2 separate regions of the Gossypium hirsutum genome follow, and region 2 is linked to region 1. Evidence: chromatin contacts called from public Hi-C data. All regions are on one chromosome and are shown on one strand. Each heading gives the region's core, a stretch centred on a gene start, on an enhancer-like site or on the middle of the called end of the contact. The rest is flanking DNA. Distances are from core to core; before and after follow the strand shown.

What was found. Hi-C and Micro-C count contacts between places; a contact is called where the count stands out from the background.
Region 2: a contact with region 1 is called in a Hi-C map of leaf, with 2.1 times the contacts expected there. The contact joins the promoter of LOC107917798 here to the promoter of LOC107917721 in region 1. A contact is called at or near these places in 5 of 34 Hi-C or Micro-C datasets (callus, hypocotyl and leaf).

The regions. Positions count from the first base shown.
Region 1 is chrA08:31,710,006-31,716,116 of Gossypium_hirsutum_v2.1, reverse strand. LOC107917721 (leucine-rich repeat-containing G-protein coupled receptor 4) reads left to right here and starts at 3,203. Exons shown (of 16, transcript XM_016847006.2): 1 at 3,203-3,352; 2 at 4,254-4,583; 3 at 4,672-4,800; 4 at 4,895-5,102; 5 at 5,639-5,785. The coding sequence starts at 4,386.
Region 2 is chrA08:32,188,902-32,195,012 of Gossypium_hirsutum_v2.1, reverse strand. LOC107917798 (carbon catabolite repressor protein 4 homolog 6) reads left to right here and starts at 3,698. Exons shown (of 15, transcript XM_016847114.2): 1 at 3,698-3,909; 2 at 3,995-4,373; 3 at 4,611-4,774; 4 at 5,286-5,351; 5 at 5,516-5,568. The coding sequence starts at 3,823.

The sequences.
Region 1 (6,111 bases), core at 1,954-4,453:
GAATAGAGGAGAAGGTCATTCGATTGAAAGCCGAGAATGACAAAGATCCTTCTAGCCAAAGCATAAGTACAATTTCGGGAAAAAGTTTATTACTATAAGTATCACAAATCAGCTTGTTTTTCAAATTTTATTTTTTTACTGTGTAAGAAAATCATTTTCAAACTAGATTTTTTCCAACAGACTTATGATTGGCTTGGCAAAGACATAGGGGCCCTTTTATAGTTTGGGAGCAAGTAAGCCGAAGGGCTTACAAACCAGAGTTGGTGGCAATACTCAAGGTTAACCTAGTGTTCAATGTGGGCAAGTAAGAGGGGTGGGCTCTTGTGAACAAGATGTACAAGTGAGAAATATAGTTTGAGTTAGGCAAAGACAGAGACATAAGTTGAGGCAAATGTTTTGAGGGGCAAAACTAACTGAAAGAGAGACTAGTTGGGAATCGAACGAGGCATTGAAACAGTTCCAAGATGAGCCAAACTAGTGTCATTCCGAGGACGCGACGAGGGCATTGCGAGAATGGGTAGGGAGAATGTCACAAGTCATAGATTAAAACCCGTGAAAAATGCCCATAAAGCATCTCATGGAGGACAACTGATTAAATGAGGCTCATTGACCTACTTGAATTGGCCCAATTTGTGGAATACATGGATAATCCCATCTACTTGAAGCCTTGGTGGCCCAGTGAAACACTCTAGTTAAACTAGAGTTACCATAGTGAATATTGTAAATCCTAAAGGATAAGATTGTATAGAATTTAAATCCCTTAGGACTCCCATCTTGTAAATAGGAACTAATCTCAATCATTGATGTAACTCAAATTGTACCATTGGATCTAGGGAAGCTTAACTATAAATAGAGCCCTTCCCTTTATTTGTAATCATCCCATTGTATCACATTCTTGAGTTAAAGAAAATTTTTGAGAGCATGTACTCAAAAACTTGGCGTGCTTAGTTTTCTTGTGGCTTTTGTGTTTGATTTGAGTTCCTTTGCCTTGTGAGTTTGCTTCCTCTATACTTTGGTATCTTAGAGAATTTCTGTAAGAAATCTCATCCTTCGAGAGATAGGCTGACTTAGGCGAACTAGAAGTAAAGAAATCACCTAAGGTCGCATGGTTTGCCAGACTTAATTTCTAGCCCTGTGACATAAGAAAGGTCTAGTTAATACCATTGAATCCTGAGTTAGTGATTACATAGATTGAACAATTGAATGAGAGATAATGAGAGATAATTGATTAATTAGATTAGGTGAAGTTAGAGTTCCAAGTCTTTAAGATTGATTGAGAAACATAGGAAATTTTATTGTTTTATTTAATAATATCTTTATAGTTTGCTTAAGTTTAATTAATAGTAATTAGAATTTATTTTATTGATATGGATTAGATAAAAACTGAATTGTTGGTATTTAGCAACTCAGAATTTGGTCATTATGGGAACGATATCTTCTTATCACTTTGTTACTTGATCGATATGTACACTTGCCTCACGAATTTTCAATCATCATCTATAAAAATATTTAAAATATATATTAAAAGTGAAAAGCTTGATAAGGTTCTATCACTAAGCTTGAATTGCTCAAGCTTGAGCTTGACTTGATAATTATTAAATTGAGTTCAAATTTTTTAAGTCGAACTCAAATAGATTGCAAACACCAATGTCTCATTTATACTTCTACTTTAGGGTGAATTGTAATGAAATAGGAAAACAATATGGTTTAAGGAGGTAAAAAGAAATAGGCTTATTGGTAAATAATGCCCTCAGTGGAAAATAAAAAAAATCAATTAAGCCCTCAACAAAATTTAGCACCTAATTGAGCCCTTAAAGGATGAAATATTAATCAATCAAGCCCTTCTGTTAACATTGACTAGGTTTGACCGTTAAGTCTCGTTGGCGTGGTTGACAAACCAATCGGAAGGTGACACATGGTAGCCACGTGTACATCATGCTGACATGACATTTTGTCATATCAACAAATATTTTTTAAAAAATAAATATTTTAAAAAAATACATCTAGGATGACCTTGGACACATGATTGTCCAGATTCATTTGGATGGCAACACGTGACTACTATGTGTCTTCCGATTGGTCTATCAAACACATTAGCGAATCTTAATGGTTAAACATGGTCAATATTAACAGAGGAGTTTGATTAATTAGTTTTTCATCCTTTAAAGGCTCGATTGGGTGCTAAATTTTGTTGAGGGCTTCATTAATTTTTTAGTTTTCACTGAGGACTTTTTACCAATAAATCGAAGAAATATAATGTAAATAAATAGAATGATAGTTGTAACTTAGGTAATTTATACCAAAAGTTTGGGTTACTCGATGCATGGTTGTTTATTATCGGTCTAGTTATGTTAGTGTGTTGATCTTCTTAATGTGTTTAATGACGAGTTTGCTGGTCTTACAACCTTGATTGCTCATGATCCTTTCTAGCAAGCTTGTTGAATCTTTGTTATTAATAACTAGATTAATTAAATGTTCTAGGCCTTGTGAACTGTTTTTTTATGGATAATCTTTTAGTATCGGATATAACCTAATATGTAAGCCGGTATAAATAGTTTAAAAGTGTATTTTGATAAATGTTGTTTGAATTAGATTGATCTATAGGATTAAGAATCAATTGAGATATTGAATTAATAAGAGAAAAATAAGTTGACTCGCGAACTAATTAACTAACAACTAAATCAATTTTTATAATTTTTAATAATTTATTTACTTTTTATCGTCAAAACCAATTCAATCGATTAAACTGAAATTTATTTTCAATTTCATAAACATTAATTTAAAATTTTCAAAAGACGTTTAAAAGTCACAAAGCAAATAAAAAATATCACTATTTAGGAGTACTAAGAAAACAATTATGTAAATGATGTCACGAGCGTGATCAAATAAAATGTAAAATCATAAGGTAAAGATTTTAAGCAAAATAAATAAATAAATAAAAGAAGACAAGCATGGCGGCTACGTGTATGATGGGTATTGACTAAGTAGCTTGTCGAAGGAGAATATGAAAATAAAATTGGACAAACTTTTTTTTTTCTTTTTTGGTTTACCCTTCTTGCCCGCCCGCTAACCGAAACGGTCCAGCAGAAAGAACAGGGACTAGTGGGACCCACATTACTCATACACCACCACCTGTCCTTTTCCATCAAAATTTCTCCACGTGGCACTCATCAAACGGCTTCAAAGTCTCCACAAACTCCCCCTCACTTCTTCTACTTGTTTCCCCTGCTTTCTTGCTCTTTCAGTTTCACTTCCTCCTCCTCCTCCTCCTCCTTCCATTTCTATTTCTCTGCAAGTGTTTTGCCTTTTTCCGCTCTGATTATGACCTGATGATTATATCTCTCTTTCTAAGGTCTCCTTTTTCTCTCTTCTTTTTTTTTTTGTGAATATGATCGTTATTCGATACTGTGGTCTTTATTTCTTAGGATCTTTTTTCCGTCCTTTCTTCGTTTGATTCCTCAAGAGGAAAAAAAAAGTTAAAAGTTCTTTTATTTTATTTTGCCAAAGCACCAGAATTCAACTATCCTTAGCTCTTCGCTCCTTAAATTGCGAATTTTTATGAGGAAGTTTTTTTTTCTTTATTTTGACGTGTTACATTGATAACCTTTTGTCTTCTTTTTTTTTTTGTAAAAAAAAAATTGTTGATGATAAAGTAGACAGGTAAATGTGGTGTAAAATGTAAAAACACTTCCTGATCATCGTTTCATATGATCTTTTTATTTTTTTAAATGTTTAGTTGCATTTATTAATTTTATTTTATGGTTTAATGAGGGAGGTTATGCGTTGTCCTTTAAATGGGGTTTTGAATACTTATTCTAGGGGTTTGTAATTTATGTATGTTGGCTTTTTCGGGATGCAAGTTAAGAATTAGGTGCAGCTTAATTTGTTATTTAAACACTTAAACGTTCTGTTTCTTAAGCTCTGTTTTTTCCCCTTTAATAACTGTATTTATTTTGAATTAATGCTCACGATGAGATATCCCTTAAACTATTCAAAGCTCGATTTCAGGAACTTCTCTGTAACTGTTGCTTTCGATGGCTCTGATTTTTTTTTCTTTTTTTATGAATCTATAGCCGTTTCTGTTTACCAACGAGAATTTTGCATTCACAATGCTCGGGATGAGTACTGCTAGCTTTGATTTATACATAAGTCCAATGTCACTTATGCGAGATAATGGGTTTGTTGGTCTTTTGGTTTTGCATTCGTTGTACACTTTAAAGAGCTGACTCTCTGATGCTGTTGTTTCTGTTCAGTTGTGTTGTAAGGTGAAGCAGCGTTTAGACTTCAGAGTTCAGACCATGTTTGATGGTTCTAAAATGGGGAGTAAATTGGTTTTTCTTCTTGCTTCATGATATTTATTGATAATTTATTAGACTATTAGTCTAATGGGGGGAGTGTGTTCAAGGAAAAGAGACCAACAGGTCGTTGAAGATGGAATGAGAAGAGGAGTGTCTGGAAGGTACGGAAAAAGTGGTAGTTCAAAGTGGCTTCTAACCTCCTTTTCTCGGCCCATGGTGGTTCACCAGCCTGGATTGGCCAATTGCCCGTCTCTCATGGAATTATGCATCCATAAAATATGCGAAGTAAGTCTTATCACATTGGTATCTGGCATGTCCTTTAGGGGATTTTTTTTTCTTTTTTTCTTGAAATTATATTCTTTTCCTATCACAGGACATCAACCAGTATAGTTCATTCACAATGCTTCCAAAGGATATAAGTCAACAAGTTTTCAACAAGTTGGTTCTATCTCATCTTCTTACTGATGTTTTTCTTCAAAAGTTTCGTGATTGTGCTCTAGAGGTGAGTTTTCCCTAAATGGTTAAAAATGGAGCACCTTTATTTTTTTATGTCTTCACAGAGAATGAAATTTACCTGATTTTCATGGTGTTGACAGGATGTTTGGTTGGGTGAATATCCCGGAGTGCAGGATAGTTGGATGGATGTCATCTCTTCACAAGGAACATCTTTACTTTCTGTTGATCTTTCAGGTTCTGATGTGACAGATATTGGCTTGGGTCTCCTAAAAGAGTGCTCGAGTCTCCAAGCCTTAACTTTTAACCACTGTGAAAATATTTCAGAAATTGGACTGAAGCATATTAGTGGTAATGTTCTATTTCTTTCTTGGTATAGATGTTACCATAGGCCAGTTTCTGGCATTTTCCTAGATTCTAGCTTGACAAGATACTTGTAAAGAATTACAAGTCTTCTGTATATGTTTTTCCTTTTATTTATTTTCTGTAGTAGACCAATGATACTGAAAAGTTGGGGCAGATTCTATTTCAAGGCTTTTCTTTTGCTATTTTGTGCTGTTTCTTATTTAAAATCATATTTCAAAGGGGAACAAAAAAAACCTAAAATAAAGATGGCATGCTTCCAATATAACATGTTTGGAAACCGTTAAGTATGAAGTATCTATTAAATGTGTTGTAAAAATTAAAGAAATCCCATAAAACTCTTAAGTGATCGTGGTTAGAGAAATGTTATTCCCATATAATCTATTTTATTAATAGTACAATAAAATTTTGCATAATAGTGCCGTTCTGTGGTTAGGATATCTATGCAATAGTTCTTTGGATTGGCATGCTGTTTGACATTGTTTTTGTGCTGATCACGGGCATTATGTTCCTTGAACTTTTAGGTCTAACGAACTTGACATCCTTGAGTTTTAAAAAGAGTGCTGCAATTACAGCTGAAGGAATGTGTGCCTTTTCCAGCTTAATAAACTTGGAAAAGTTGGACCTGGAGAGGTGCACAGGGATTCATGGTGGATTTGTACACATTAAAGGTTTGTTTTGAATGAATCCTTGTGAGACCTTAGAATGCTTGTGTTCTACTGAATTGTTTGCACCTCCAAAAGTGTGCAGTTTGTAACAATTAACCTCTTCTGAACTCTATTTCATGTATTTTGTAATTGATATTTTTATTTTATTTTCTTTCATGCAATTGCATAAGCAATTTAGTATATTCTGATCATGCAATTCTGAGAACAACATGAGAAAATGGAAATACAATAGATATCATATATTGGGATGAAAGTGTGTGGGCTGGCAGATAAGCTAAACCAGGATCCAATCTCATATTGCATTTAAATATGATCTTTATGCATTCTAG
Region 2 (6,111 bases), core at 2,449-4,948, 480 kb before region 1:
ACATGACACAACAAGCATTACATTTTCTATATCATACACACCATTCATCAACTTCTCTTAAACATATTAAATCATACAATTTATGTCATATCAATAGAGAATTACAATTCATTCATGGTATTACATTATTATTAACACACGAACTTACCTCGGATCTAGAAACGGTAAATTACCATTTTAGTCCAAAACCTTGTATTTTCCCGAGTTAAGCCCGAATCTCGATTTCCTTGATCTATAATATCACATTTATCCTAATAACTAGTCACATTATTCATATGGGTCCAAAAATCATATTTTTATAAATTTTCATTTTGACCCCTAAACTTTCACATATTTACGCTTTTGCCCCAATGCTCGTAAAATGATTTTTATTCAATTTCCTTACATTTTAAGCCTAGCTGAATCATTTTCATAACTATGGCAGCCCAAATTTCCACTAAATCACCCTTTTATGACCAATTTTACAACTTTTACAAAACGGTCCTTTTGGACGTTTTCATCAAAAACTGCTTAGTAAAAGTCGTTTATTTAAAACCCAACACTCATTTTCTACCATTAGACATTAAAATGCATGCATATTACTCATGGGTAAATTTTTAAACATAAACCCTAGCTCAAAATAATGGTAGAAAAGAGTAGATCATGTTACCGGGACTTCAAAAAATGTAAAGAACATTAAAAACGGTGTTCGGGATCACTTAAAAATGAGATTGGAAAGCTTGAAAACCTAGCCATGGTTTTTTTCATGAGACATTCGGCCATGAGGAAGAAGATGAGCAAATTTGGCATATTCTGGCTTTTTCATTCATTTAATTACCAATTTACTAAAATGCCCTTAATGAAAAACTTTTAAAAACCTATCATACCATGTCCATTTTTGTCCACAAACTTCAAAATGGTCTAATTACCATTTAAAGACCTTTAATTTTAAAACTCATAACAATTAGACACCTCTAACATGTAGAATTTAACTTTTGCACTTTTTACAATTTAGTCCTTTTGACCAAATTGAGTGCCCAAACGTCGAAATTTTCGAACGAAATTTTCACAATATTATTTCGTGAAATCGTAGACCATAAAAATATAATAAAAATGAAATTTTCTTTATCGAATTTATGGTCTCGAAACCACTGTTCCGACTAGGCCTTATTTCGGGATGTTACACATACGCATGTAATAAAGTTCTAGTTATACGATAAAGATTTTGATTGATTTGGTGTCACCCATTATCAGGTCCCAAGTTAATTATTAAATTTCCAAAATGCCCTTATTTTAATAAAGTAATAAATCTTAATTTAATGTTATTTTAGTCTTTTAAAATAAAATCTAGAAAAAAAAAATCATGTTTACAATTCAATTTGAACTCAAAACGCTTAATGTGATCTCGGTCACATCATGTGTTTCAGCTAGAAGGACTCGAGTTTGGCTTAAATGCTAGGGACCCAAAGTTCAAATGAAATCCATCATTTGAGTTCTTTAATTGATATTTACATGTTTGTTGTTTTAATTTATCATGCATCATGTTTTTCATGTTTTAATTCGCAGCATGTATATGTCTATAGGTACATGGTCGACCACCAAAACACATCATATGGCCTTTCACATTCCAAAAGAATTCAAGGTCCCATCTACCATGCATAAAATAAGCGAGCAAAAGGTATCACTGTTGTAAGAAGTTAGGAAACGTCAAAGGAGATTGTTATAAACTGTAAAATAAAGGGGTTGTTGATAGTAACAAGGAAGATGTAGATGGTGCTAATTTGGTAGACGAAGGCAGGGATGATTTCTTGTTAGTGTCAACGAGCGATAACTCTGAGCTTACCTTCGGGTGGATCCTAGATTCAGGATGTTGTTTCCACATGAGTCCCCGAGAGAATATTTCTCCACATACAGTTCAGTTGAAGGTGGAGTTGTAATATCCCTAAACCGGGTCTAGTAGTTTTGGGTATATTTTTCGGGTTCTAAGTGTGAAACTAGAAATTTATAGGGTTTCTAAGGAATTTATAGGGTTTCCAGTGATTTTTAATTCAATTTAAGAGGTTAATTTTATCTAAATTCGATGAAACAATAATCCAAAAAATTTTAAAAAATATTTTCAAAAAATCAATTTTAAAGATTTTAAATAATTATTAGTGAAACTAATCAATTTTGGTTGAAAAGAATTTTAAAATAATTTTTATTAGGGGTAAATTGAGTAAAATTTAAATATTAATTAAATAGGATTTAATTGTAAAACAAAGGAAACTTTAAAGTATTTATATGGAAAATAAACCTTAAAATTAGAATTTTTGAGAGAAAATTTAGAGAGCTTTAAAATTCATTTTCTTTGCATGATTTTGAAGATCTATCATTAGAGAATAGATCCAACCAATTTCATTCTCAAAATGCTCTCTCAATTCACCCAAAATTATTCTCAAAAGTAGCAAAAAATATTCTGAAATTTATCAAGTTTCTTGAATCAAGATTTTCAATCAATGAATTTATAGCGAATCAAAGGTAATCTTCAATCCTAAACTTGTTTTTATGTGATTAGAAACATTTTTACATGATTTGAGAGTCAATTAAATGATTTTTATCAATGTCATCTTCTTACAAGAACACATGGTTCTTTAATAGTAGATCTTGAATTTTGAGAGGAAATCCACAAATCAATGGATGTTCCAACTCAAAATTATTTTTGGGATGTTACAGGAGTAATGAATCTCTTAACTGGAATAATCAACTATCATCGTTTATGAAGAAGAAATAACTAAAATACTTCAATAATATAAAAGAAATCTTGGATCGAAATCGATTCAAAGAAAAATAAAAAACAATGAGTTTATGAAAACTGAAAGAAAACTAAGTTTAATCTTACTCCTAATCTACGAGGGTTTTTGAATGCGTTTAAGTCGACTTAATTACATCAAACCCCTAAGATCTTTTTTACAGGAGTGTTGGTAGCTAGAATTAGGTTTTTGGCATGTCCTAGGTCTTCATATAAAGTTGGTTGTGTAGACGATAATAACCCCGAAAGACTTGGTGGAGATTGTTAGAGTTATGTGACCCAAATTCCTATTAAATAAGAAATTGCTCTTAAGTAAGTTAAACAAAGTATATTTTCTTTTTAGAAGATTAAGCTCTTTTACAACCTTTTTTGGAGAATTTTGTGTTAACATTTTGAGGGTTCTTTATTTTTGAGTTTTGGGATTTAGTTATCTCCATCTTTTATACTATTCGTTCTTTTATCATTATAGTAAAATTATCTTTACCTGTGATTTTTTATTTACTTTTGAGAGATTTTCCACGTTAAATTTGTATGTTCAAATTCTCAATTTCTTTCGCTATTTTTACTTATTCGTTCTTTAATTGAGTCGATCCCCAATACCCACCAATAATGATAGATCAATGCCTCCAACTCTTTAAAAAAAATACCCGTTTATAAAAAAATGCCAGGGAGTAAAAAACAAGGCATTAACTATTTTAAAATATATGCATTAAGTAACTTTTTCCTCATATTATTATACAATTAACAAAAAGGAGCTTAATATAACATATTTACTTATTTAAAATTCATTTTCCTCATAATTTGAACTAATTTTTATTTTAATATTAAATATATTTTAAATATTATTAATTAATTTCTAATTTTAAATATTATTAATTAATTTCTAATCATATATTTTTATTATTTATCGAATATTATTGTGAAACATAAATTATGTCCTAAATGTTTTGCATGCTAGAGTTTCTAGTAATTTGCACGATTGATATTATTATTATTATTAGTTGATTCCAGCCGCTTACCGCTCTGGTTCCACTTCACTGAAACAGTTTCTTTCGATGCGGCGTTGTCCTCATCTACTGCTCAAATTCCTTGCCGCCACTGCTACAGCCGACACCACCGCCATGTTCTCTTACCAACGTCCCGTACTTCATCTCCTCTCAAACACATTGCCCTGTGTATTATATTTCCATCTATGTGCGCTAACATTCAAATTTCTAACTGTAACAGCATCGAGGCGGTCGAAATCAATGGGGCAGAAGCTTCTCCGACCGAACCAACAGCGGCGGAAGAGGCCATCTACTTACAGGGGATTCGAACTTGGACTCTGTTGGAGAAGCGAACTTAGGTTTCCGTCGAGGAAATTTCTCCAACCAAAACTCCTTTCAGTCTCAGCAGTTCGGTTATAACCCTAGGCCTTCATCTCCTTACAACCAAAACCAACAGTTTTTTCGCCAACCTCCTCCGGCTCGTCCGTACAACCGTTGTCAACCGCCACGTCATCCATTTGGTCAAAATCCTGCGCCTAAGCCTTTCCGTCCCCGCAATTCCAAGCCCTGGGATTACCGGGAATGGAAGTACGCAGGAACTCCGCCGCCTCCGCGTTCTGGTAATTAATATCAGTATGCTTAATCTCTGTTTTCCATCGCTTCTGTTTCTTCAAAGAGAAAAAAAAAACTTTTAAAAAGAAAATATCGTGAATTTGTTCCTTTTCTCTGTAAAAGAAATTTAGCAAAATTTTGAAGCAGACAAGCAAATAGCAGAGAGTAAGTAGTAACAGCAGAAACCAAATTGAAAGATAGCTTATTTAGTTGTTTTGATTAATTTTTATATATATCATTTGCAGATAAGTTTGTTGTCCTTTCATATAATGTATTGGCGGATTACCTTGCTAGTACCCATCGGAATCTTTACTTCCATATACCTTTCCATATGATGAATTGGGAGTGGAGGATGAGGAATTTAATGTTTGAGATCAGTTTATGGTCAGCTGATATTTTGTGCTTTCAGGTTATCCTTTATCCCTCTTCTATGTTTCAGAACTGTAATCAAGTTTGACATATGCGAACAAAATATGGAGGCCTGTAATTTGATTCCATTTTTATCTTGAAAATTATTGATTTGCTAGAAGCTTGCTCTATCTATAATTAGTATAATAAATAGGTTGTAAGTCCAGTCCTTAGCCTCTCATTAAAAGGTTTTTGTTTTTGTTCTCTTACATCCGTTTAGTTTCTGCATACCGCCACCAGCATTGATAAATTTTTGAGGCTTTTGAAAAATAGATGAGCAGTAAATGAGTGTTTCCATTAGCGACTTAATTATGGACTATAATTACTCCTATTCTCATGGTAAAAGCAATGTTATAGGGTGTGCTAGGGTTTATAGTCTTGCTAACTTGGCCGGGAGTGTCTTTATTTACTTATTTTTAAGTGTGACTGCTTGTTCCTCTTTTGGCGGGTAGCTAATGGGGTGTATTATCGTTTAATATGAAATGTTATGTTTCCTTTTACTATGTTTTCAGGAGGTTGATAGATTTCATGACATGGAGGAGCAGTTGAATTCCATGGGATATAATGGCATTTGGAAGGTTTGCTATGTCATGATTTTTAGAGATAAAAATTCTATCCTAACTGTGACTTCTGTCTTCCGTTTGTATTCAACACAGAAATGGCATGCTTTTACTTGATGTGCATCCAAACAACCTTGCCCTGGAGAGCAGAAATCTGACTTATTTATTGGGCCATTTTGCAGATGCGAACTGGGAGAGCAATTGATGGTTGTGCAATCTTTTGGCGAACATCAAGGTCATTATACCTTCACATTTTATTAGTCTATAGTGGTGTGAGGTCTAATTTGTTGACTGGTGATTTGGTCCTTTATTTTATTTACTGCATGAATCTTATCAATTATCATCTTAAACAGGAGGTCAGCTGTTTGTTTTATTGCTGTTGTTACGCATTTTGTCATTTTCAAGATCCACGCTACATAATACTTGCTTTATTAATGTGCCTTGCAGTTGATTGCTTTCCACTTTAAAGCTATGCAATATTATAGGTCATAGATTAACACTGAGAGAACACAAACCATATTTCTAAATCTATCCGCCATGATCTCAGAACAAGTGGCTACAATAGCGAAATTACATATTTTTAAAATTAATATTTCCATATAAATATATTTATGTGAATGTAATTGAGATATATGTACATGTGTATAACACACATTAAAAAATAATTAAAAAAATACCGATAAACTTGAAACGATTCCTCGCAATACATTGTTACTAGTATATAATAGTACCAGAACAAAAATGGTACGTTTGTCCTGACTACTTTGGTTAAGCTACG